Regions from separate parts of the Sus scrofa genome. Here region 2 is linked to region 1. A link is a contact called in public Hi-C data. All regions are on one chromosome and are shown on one strand. The core of a region is the stretch at or near the end of the contact, and the rest is flanking DNA. Distances in the headings are between cores, read along the strand shown. Region 1 has its middle 44 kb from the start of GPD1L. Region 2 overlaps CMTM8 (CKLF-like MARVEL transmembrane domain-containing protein 8).

The links. Hi-C and Micro-C count contacts between places; a contact is called where the count stands out from the background.
Region 2: a Hi-C map of liver shows a contact between it and region 1, with 2.0 times the contacts expected there. The contact joins two enhancer-like sites. A contact is called at or near these places in 3 of 47 Hi-C or Micro-C datasets (alveolar macrophages, embryonic fibroblasts and liver) and 1 of 2 datasets of contacts at active chromatin or transcription factors (alveolar macrophages).

The regions. Positions count from the first base shown.
Region 1 is chr13:18,080,064-18,084,423 of Sscrofa11.1, reverse strand. No RefSeq gene overlaps it. Among named protein-coding and RNA genes, the nearest start is that of GPD1L, 44 kb to the left of the region's middle. Within about 2 kb of position 1,538, at least 13 of the 83 cell types and tissues checked have an H3K27ac peak or open chromatin away from gene starts, as enhancers often do. A contact at or near this core is called in liver, where this site is marked.
Region 2 is chr13:18,283,686-18,287,980 of Sscrofa11.1, reverse strand. The region is part of intron 1 of CMTM8 (CKLF-like MARVEL transmembrane domain-containing protein 8); the gene reads right to left. Among named protein-coding and RNA genes, the nearest start is that of CMTM8, 42 kb to the right of the region's middle. Within about 2 kb of position 2,455, at least 7 of the 83 cell types and tissues checked have an H3K27ac peak or open chromatin away from gene starts, as enhancers often do. A contact at or near this core is called in liver, where this site is marked.

The DNA of each region.
Region 1 (4,360 bases), core at 289-2,788:
GAGCAACTCATATCCCTATAAGAATGAGATAAAGGGATTTCTCCCTCACTTGACAAACTGCCTGTGCCCAATTATCTCTCTTAGAGCTTTTCTTCTGCCCACTGTACACTTATTCTCTGCAGGCCTGTTTATCAGACCAAAATAGCAGATGCCATGGGAGTTCTCCCGGAACCAAAGGCCCTGCCCCTTTCACATCCAATTCCAGCTGACAGCAGTCTCTAAAGCAGAGTTCTCCAGCTCCAAGGAAGGAAGGATTGAGGGAAGAAGGATGAAAGGTAGGAAGAGAGGAAGGAAGGGAGGAAGAGGCATTTAGAATTTGGCAGTCAGTCAAAAGATCTTTTTTGGGGGGGCCACACCCATGGTGTTAGAAAATTCCCAGGCCAGGGATCAAACCAGTAGCACAGCAGTATCAATGCTGGATCCTTATCCTACCTAGCCACCAGGGAGTTCCCCCAAAAGATTTTTTTTTTCCTTCTTTTTTGGCTACTCCATGGCATCTGGATTTCCCGGGCCAGGGGCCAAGGGCGAGGGGCCAGGGTTCAGATCCAAGCCTCAGATACAACCTAGGCCACAGCCCTGGTGATGCCAGATCCACTGTGCTGGGTTGGGATCAAACTTCCGTCCCAGCACTACAGAGACATTGCCAATCCCACTGTGCCACAGCAGGAACTCTTTTTTTTTTTTCTTCTTTTTAGGGCCACACCCATGGCACATGGAGGTTCCCAGGCTAGGCGTCCAGTCGGAGCTACAGCTGCCAGCCTACACCACAGCCACAGCAACATCAGATTTGAGCCAAGTCTGCGATCTACACCACAACTCATGGCAACACCAGATCCTTAACCCACTGAGCAAGGCCAGAGATCAAACCCGCAACCTCATGGTTCCTAGTCAAATTTTTTCCACTGTGCCACAATGGAAACTCCAGAACTCATTTTATTTTATTTTTTCTTCTTTTTTGTCAGAAGATTTTTAAAGGGACTGCTAGACTCTTTGGTGATGTGTGGGGCAGGAGAAACACAGGTAAAATATGGAAGGAACCTTCCGCAACCAAGGTACAGATCATTAGAGACGATAAAGCTGCATGCCAAGAGTGCAGCCAAAAAAAAATTTAGGTTAATTTTGTCTGATTTGCATCCAGTCTTCTCATTAATGAATATGAAACATTGCAGGTGAAGCTGGAATCCCTTTTCATTACGACACCACCCCCACTTCCCTCCGGCTCTGTGCTCTGACTTCAGCCAGCCTGATGAGTTTGGTCTGTGTCTTTCAATCTGTATTTGATAATTTTCGTACATAATTGTAGACAACGCAGGGTGTTCATTACGTATCTTTTCATAAATCAGCGACCCCTCAGCTGGCCATGGCTATTCTCACTGAATCTAGTGTCCTAGAACTCCAGAGCTGTTTCTCTCTAGGCAAGAACATAGCTTTTCTGGGGGCTGATGCAGATCTGTGGATGCAATGCGGCATCTCTGGCCCAGAATTGAGGGTGTTACTGAGGAAGTGAAGCGGGCTCGGGGGAATTTTGGTCCTGTGCATGCTTCCTCAGCTTAGAGCTGTCTTGGCTAAAAATAGCGGAAGCTGTTCACCATCTGCAAAGCACAGCTGTGCAGGCCCCTGTTTTGAAATGAAAAGAAGGTTAGCATTGCCGAGCATTTCCCAAGAACAACCTTTGCTCACTAGGCAAAAGGTAATGCAGATATTAACTGATAGAGAGTTTTCTCCCATGACCATTGCCGTGTGTGGTAGGAACCACCCTGCTTTATAGTCACTACAGGGCTTTATTCTTATTTTTGTTTTTTTGGCTGCGTACATAGCATATGGAAGTTCCCAGGCCAGGGATCAAACCCACACCACAGCAGTGACAATGACAGCCTCTTAACCTACTAAGCCACCAGGGAGCTCCACTAAGGAACCTTTTAGACGCATGTAGTTCCTTTGGCTGTCCCTTTAGGCATCCCTGTAATCACATCAATCTAGATTCTTAGTTGAAGTTGTATGAAGCAGAAAAGGAACTCCTTAAACAACATTAAGGTTCTCAGAGTTCCCATTGCGGCTCAGCGGTTAACGAATCTGACTAGCATCCATGAGGATGCAGGTTCGAACCCCAGCCTTGCTTAGTGGGTTAAGGATCTGGTGTTGCCGTGAGCTGTAGTGTAGGTCGCAGTCACAGCTTGGATCCTGCGTTGCTGTGGCTGTTGTGTAGGCCGGTAGCTACAGCTCTGATTCGACCCCTAGCCTGAAAACCTCTATATGCTGTGGGTGTGGCCCTAAAATTAAAAAAAAAAAAAAAGCAAACAACATTAAGGTTCTTACAGAAGCTTAGTGAGGGCCAAGGAGTTAAGTTTGGAGGCCATGTAACTAGGAACAATGCCCAATGCCCTACTCCAGCATTTCTTTCCAAAACTTATTTCTGTGACCCTCATCTGCGGCTATGCTTCCTTATAATATAAATATTTTTATAAAAGTGGTATGTGTATATAGGTGTACCTGTACATGTTACAAATTTCAAAAGGTAAGAGAGGATAAAAAGGAAAAAAAAAGTCTTCTTCCTACTACTCCAGTGGCTCACTTTTCCTTCACAGAGGTAGCCTTATTTTCAGTTCCTTATGCGTTCTTCCAGAGAAATGCTATGCATATATATGGGTTTATAGATTAGGTTTTCCCTATACAAATGATAGCACACCATATACCATAGAGTCTGCAACATTCATTTACCACCTAACACTGTATCTTGGAGATTATAAGTACAGAACTGCATCATATTTTTTCAGGAACCGTATCAGTTAGGCTAGGGTAGGTTAGGCCACAGTAACAAAGAACCCCCACTCGTGAGGGTAGCATTCCCCTGATACCAAAGCCAGACAAATATATCATAAGAATAGAAAATTACAGATCAAAACTCCTCCTGAGCACAGGCACAAAAATTCTAATGTCCTTCGACAGAGGAGTGGTTAAAGAAGATGTGGCACAATGGAATATTACTCAGCCATTAAAAGGAAAGAAATAACGGCATTTGCAGCAACATGGATAGACCTAGAAGTTATCATGCTAAATGAAGTCAGTCAGACAATGAGACACCAACATCAGATGCTATCACTTACATGTGGATTCTCAAAAAAGGAGACAATGAACTTCTTTGCATAACAGATACTGACTCACAGACTTCGAAAAACTTATGGTTTCCAAAGGAGACAGTTTGGAGGGTGGGGGGATGCGCTGGGGGTTTGGGATGGAAATGCTATAAAATTTGGTTGTGATGATTGTTGTACACCTACGAATGTAATAAAATTCAGTAAGTAATTTTAAAAATTCCTAATAAAACACCATCAAATCAAACTGATTGGTATAGAAAAAAGGAGTATGCACTCTGACCAAGTGTATTCCCAGTATGTCCTCAGGCATGAGAGGTTGAATTAACATCCAAACATCAATTAGCTTAATACGCTGGATTTATAACATCAAATAAAGTAAAAGACTGCATAATCATCTCCATAGATGTAGAAAATTTTAGTGTTAATTCATGATAAAAACCTTTAACAAACTAGATAGGAGGGTACATCTCAGTCTGATCAAGGGCGTCTATGAACAAATCTCAGCTAACAGTGTTAACAGTATAGGACCAAATTCTTTGTTCCTAAAGTCCTGAACAAGGCAAGACCATCTACTCTCATCACTTCTATTCAACCCTGTACTGGAAGTCCTAGCCAGGACAATAAGGACAATAAGAAAACGATTCACTTCTTTTTTTTTTTTATTTTTTATTTTTTTTGGCTTTTTGCTATTTCTTGGGCCGCTCTCGCGGCATATGGAGGTTCCCAGGCTAGGGGTCTAATCGGAGCTGTAGCCACTGGCCTACACCATAGCCACAGCAACTCAGGATCCGAGCCGCGTCTGTGACCTACACCACAGCTCACGGCAACGCTGGATCTTTAACCCACTGAGCAAGGGCAGGGATCGAACCCGCAACCTCATGGTTCCTAGTCGGATTCGTTAACCACTGCGCCACCATGGGAACTCCCGATTCACTCCTTATTTTTTAGAAATTTAATGAGTATACGTTGTCTGTTTTCCTATGCCTTTTTGCTCAAGCAGTATATATATCAATACTGACTTTTTCTTTCTTAGATATAGTTAATTTTTTTTTCTTAAAAATGGGATTAAAAAGATTTCCCTAAACCTTTCTTGAAGATCAGGGGCTTTTTATCTGTAAAAAAGTAATAAATAGTTATTTGTAACCTATGTGAAGCAGCAGCCAGCCTTAAAATAGTCCTTTCTGGCTAAGGGTTAGAACAATGGGTACTAGTATAATTGTTTGGGCTGCTTTTAGTTTTTCTTAATAAATTTTTTTTTTGGTCTT
Region 2 (4,295 bases), core at 1,206-3,705, 200 kb before region 1:
CCTCCATCACTTGAGGCTCCAAGGAGGTTCCTCAAAGAGCAGTCATCATTCCAGGCACCAAGAAATTTAAGGTGTAACAAAGAAAAAAATAATTTTTGAAGCAATTCATAGAAAAGAGGGTACTATATGATTTCAGAGATGATACAAAATTGATATATCTATACTAACTAGCATATATCACTCAGTTGTGGTAATTGTTACTATAACTTAATGCCAGCTACAAAGGTAGGGATTCTATCTCTCTTCTCGGCTACTTCCTTACTTCTTTTTTTTTTTTTTTTTCTTTTTTTTTCGTCTTTTTGCTATTTCTTGGGCCGCTCCCGCGGCATATGGAGGTTCCCAGGCTGGGGTCCAATCGGAGCTGTAGCCACCGGCCTACACCAGAGCCACAGCAACGCGGGATCTGAGCCGTGTCTGCAACCTACACCACAGCTCATGGCAACGCCAGATCCTTAACCCACTGAGCAAGGGCAGGGACCGAACCCGCAACCTCATGGTTCCTAGTCGGATTCGTTAACCACTGCGCCACGACGGGAACTCCTACTTCCTTATTTCTGAGGTCAATGCCTGGACCTGAAGAGATGCTCAAATCCTTGCTGAATAAATTACTGTTCACTTTACAGAAACAGTTTTCTTTTTCTTTTTTTTTTAAAGAATAGATGCAATACCTTTATTTACTGTTTGCAAGAGCACACGGGAGACAATGAAGAAAACAAATGGAGGAGTCTGCTCTCAGGGAGCTTGTCTGCTGCCACACTTTCTATATAGGTTCTCTTCCTACTCTTTTCTATAGCCTTATGAGGGAGGCATTGCTCCCATTTTGCGGAGTTCCCGTCATGGCGCAGTGGTTAACGAATCCGACTAGGAACCATGAGGTTGCGGGTTAGGTCCCTGCCCTAGCTCAGTGGGTTAAGGATCTGGTGTTGCTGTGAGCTGTGGTGTAGGTCGCAGACGCGGCTCGGATCCCGTGTTGCTGTGGCTCTGGCATAGCCTGGCGGCTACAGCTCCGATTAGACCCCTAGCCTGGGAAACTCCATATGCCGTGGGAGCGGCCCAAGAAATGGCAAAAAGACAAAAAAAAAAGACAAAAAAAAAAAAACCCAACTAGCATCCATGAAGATGCAGGTTTGATCCCCCGGCCTTGATCAGTGGGTTAACGATCCGGCACTGCCCCAAGCTGCTGCATAGGTCGCAGATGCAGCTCAGATCCTGCATGGCTGTGGTGTAGGCCAGAAGCTGCAGTTCCAGTTGGACCCCTAGCCAGGGAACTTCCACATGCCAAAGTGCAGCCCTCTTAAGAAAAAAAAAGATTCCAAAAAAAAAGAAATTTGACCAAAGCTTGTAACAGTAAGTGGCAAAACTGGAATTCAAAACCATACCTGTCCAGGAGTTCCCATCGTGGCGCAGTGGTTAACGAATCCGACTAGGAACCATGAGGTTGCGGGTTCGATCCCTGCCCTTGCTCAGTGGGTTAACAATCCGGCGTTGCCGTGAGCTGTGGTGTAGGTTGCAGACTCGGCTTGGATCCCGGGTTGCTGTGGTTCTGGTGTAGGCCGGTGGCTACAGTTCCGATTGGACCCCTAGCCTGGGAACCTCCATATGCCGCGGGAGCGGCCCAAGAAATGGCAAAAAGACAAAAAAAAAAAAAAAACCATACCTGTCCAGAAGTTCCCTGGTGGCTTAGCGAGTTAAGGATCCAGCACTGTCACTACAGTGGCCAGGATCGCTGCTGTAGCACAGGTTCAATCCCTGGCCCAGGAACTTCCATACATCACAGGCACAGAGAAAAAAAGCAACAACTAGAACTTTCTGACTCTGGACACCCACCTGACTCCAGGCCATGTGACAACTACATGACCTGTGACACCACAAAGCAGCTGGAGGACACCAGCAGGAGGAAACGACTTGGGGGTGCGTGGTGCAAAGCTGAATCCGGGAAAGTTTCTCAGTGGAGGTGGCATTTGGAAGCCTCAAAGGATGGTGAAAATTTTGGAAGTGAGGAGGAAGGGCATTCCTGGTGGGAGGGAACAGGGAGAGGAAAGGCCTAAAAGTGGACAAAGTGTAGGACACTTTGCCAGTCAGGAAAAAGCAGGCAAGGCTGAGTTTCACTGAGCTCCATGTCTGAGTTGAGTAGACTTTGAAACAGATGCAGTGCTAGCCTATTAGGAAACACGAGGCATTGCTCACCTATGGAACCGCCAGAATCCAAAGGTTTCATAACGCCATTGCTGAGGCAGTGGGGAAACAGGCCTCTCAATCACTGCTGACAGGACTGCCAAAGGGCACAGCCTTCATGGAGGGGAGATGTGGCAACAGCCACCAAAATGAGAGGTATTTACCCTGATCCAGCAACCACACTTCAGGGGATCTACCCCACAGATACCCTGTACAGGGAAGCACGACCATGAATAAACATTCTCACGCACTGAGCACAGCTCACCAGCAGCAGAGTGGAAGCCAGGGCCTGACAAGAGGAGCCTCACTGAATCCACCACAGCGCCTCTACCCAGGAATGCCAAACAGCTGCCCAGGCATGTGGGCCAGGGGTCGCTGGGTTGTCCATACATAGAAAAATGAAAATAGACAAACATATCTCAGGAAAGAGGAGCTGTGTCTAGAGATTGTTACTTTTAAGTTTAAAAGAGGTGGGAAATAAAGATATTCGCTTCTAAAAAAATAAAATTCATACCAAATAATAATCAACAAATTAAATGGAAGGGGAAAAAATTAAAAAGATACTTGCTTCTATCTGCCTAAAGAAGTAGTTCTCAACTTTGAAACAACTTTGCCCCCAGAGGCACTAGATAATACCTGGAGACGTTTCTGATTGTTACAAAGCAAGTGTGAGCTTCTGGCATCTAGTGTGCATGCACGGGATAGTCTCCCCCACCCCAGCAAGAACCACCCAGTCCCAGATGTCAACAGCGCTGAGGCTGAGACAACTTGGCCTAAAGAAACAACAGAAGGGGAGCTCCCTGGTAGTCCACCCAGTTAAGGATCCAGTGTTGTCACTGTTATGTCACGGGTTCAATCCCTGGCCCGGGAACTTTTGCATGCCACGTGCATAGGGCCCCTCCCAAAAAAAAAGAAAGAGGAGTTCTTGTCGTGGCTCAGCGGTTGATGAATCCGTCTAGGAACCATGAGGTTTCGGGTTTGATCCCTGACTTCACTCAGTGGGTTAAGGACCCAGAGTTGCTGTGAGCTGTGGTGTGGGTCGCAGACGCGGCTCGGATCCCACGTTGCTGTGGCTGTGGCGTAGGCCAGTGGCTACAGCTCCAATTCGACCCTTAGCCTGGGAACCTCCATATGCCATGGGTGCAGCCATAGAAAGAAAAAAGGAAAAAAAGACAAAAAGACAAAGTTTCCAGATTCATTCACTTCCTGGATCCAGCCATGAGCAGCCCTAGGGAGACCACCATTCATCCCTGTATGACAGCTTGCCAGAACTGGCACCCTCCCTGTTTCACTTCCAGCTATGTGGCTTTCGATAAGTCACTTAAGTTTTCTCAGTTTCTTCATCTGATTAAGCGAAATGCCTAATGATTTGTCCATAAGTGAGTTAAAACAAATATGCATCTCCACCCAAATTCATTTCTGCCTCTCACCTCCCATTTACCCCGTGGACTGCCAGCAGAGAATCAAAAAGGAGTTCACATTGTGGCTCAGTGGAGACGAATCTGACTAGTATGATGAACATGAGGATACATGTTCAATCCCTGGCCTCGATCAGTGGGTTAAGGATATGGTGCTGCTGTGAGCTGTGGTGTAGGTCGAAGACGCAGCCTGGATCCTATGTTGCTGTGGCTGTGATGTAGGCTGGTGGCTGCAGCTCCAATTCAATTCCTAGCCTGGGAACCTCCATATGCCTTGAGTGCAGCTCTAAAAAGACAAATAGTAATAATAATAATAAATAAATATTTTTAAGAAGAAAATCAACATCATATTCCAGGCCTCCTTAGCCTTTTCAGAACTTCTCAGTCTTGAATAGCATATGGGGCCTCTTTAAAGTGAAAATAATTCTTACAACAACCCTCAGGGATGGCTAAATCATGTAATGTCAGCATGAACAAGAACTAAATGCACATCTTATACTGATAATTTCTCCACATTGAATAAGCCAAACCAAATTTGCAATTAAATAGAACACAAAACCACAAATCCAATAAACTTCAAATCAACAACACTAGTTATTTTTCAGAAGCAAGATTTTATGAAACTAGACATTCTTTGCAACTCAGATATGGTACTGACAGCAGTATGTCAATTCTTTTGTGTTTACCATGTCATGTCATCTG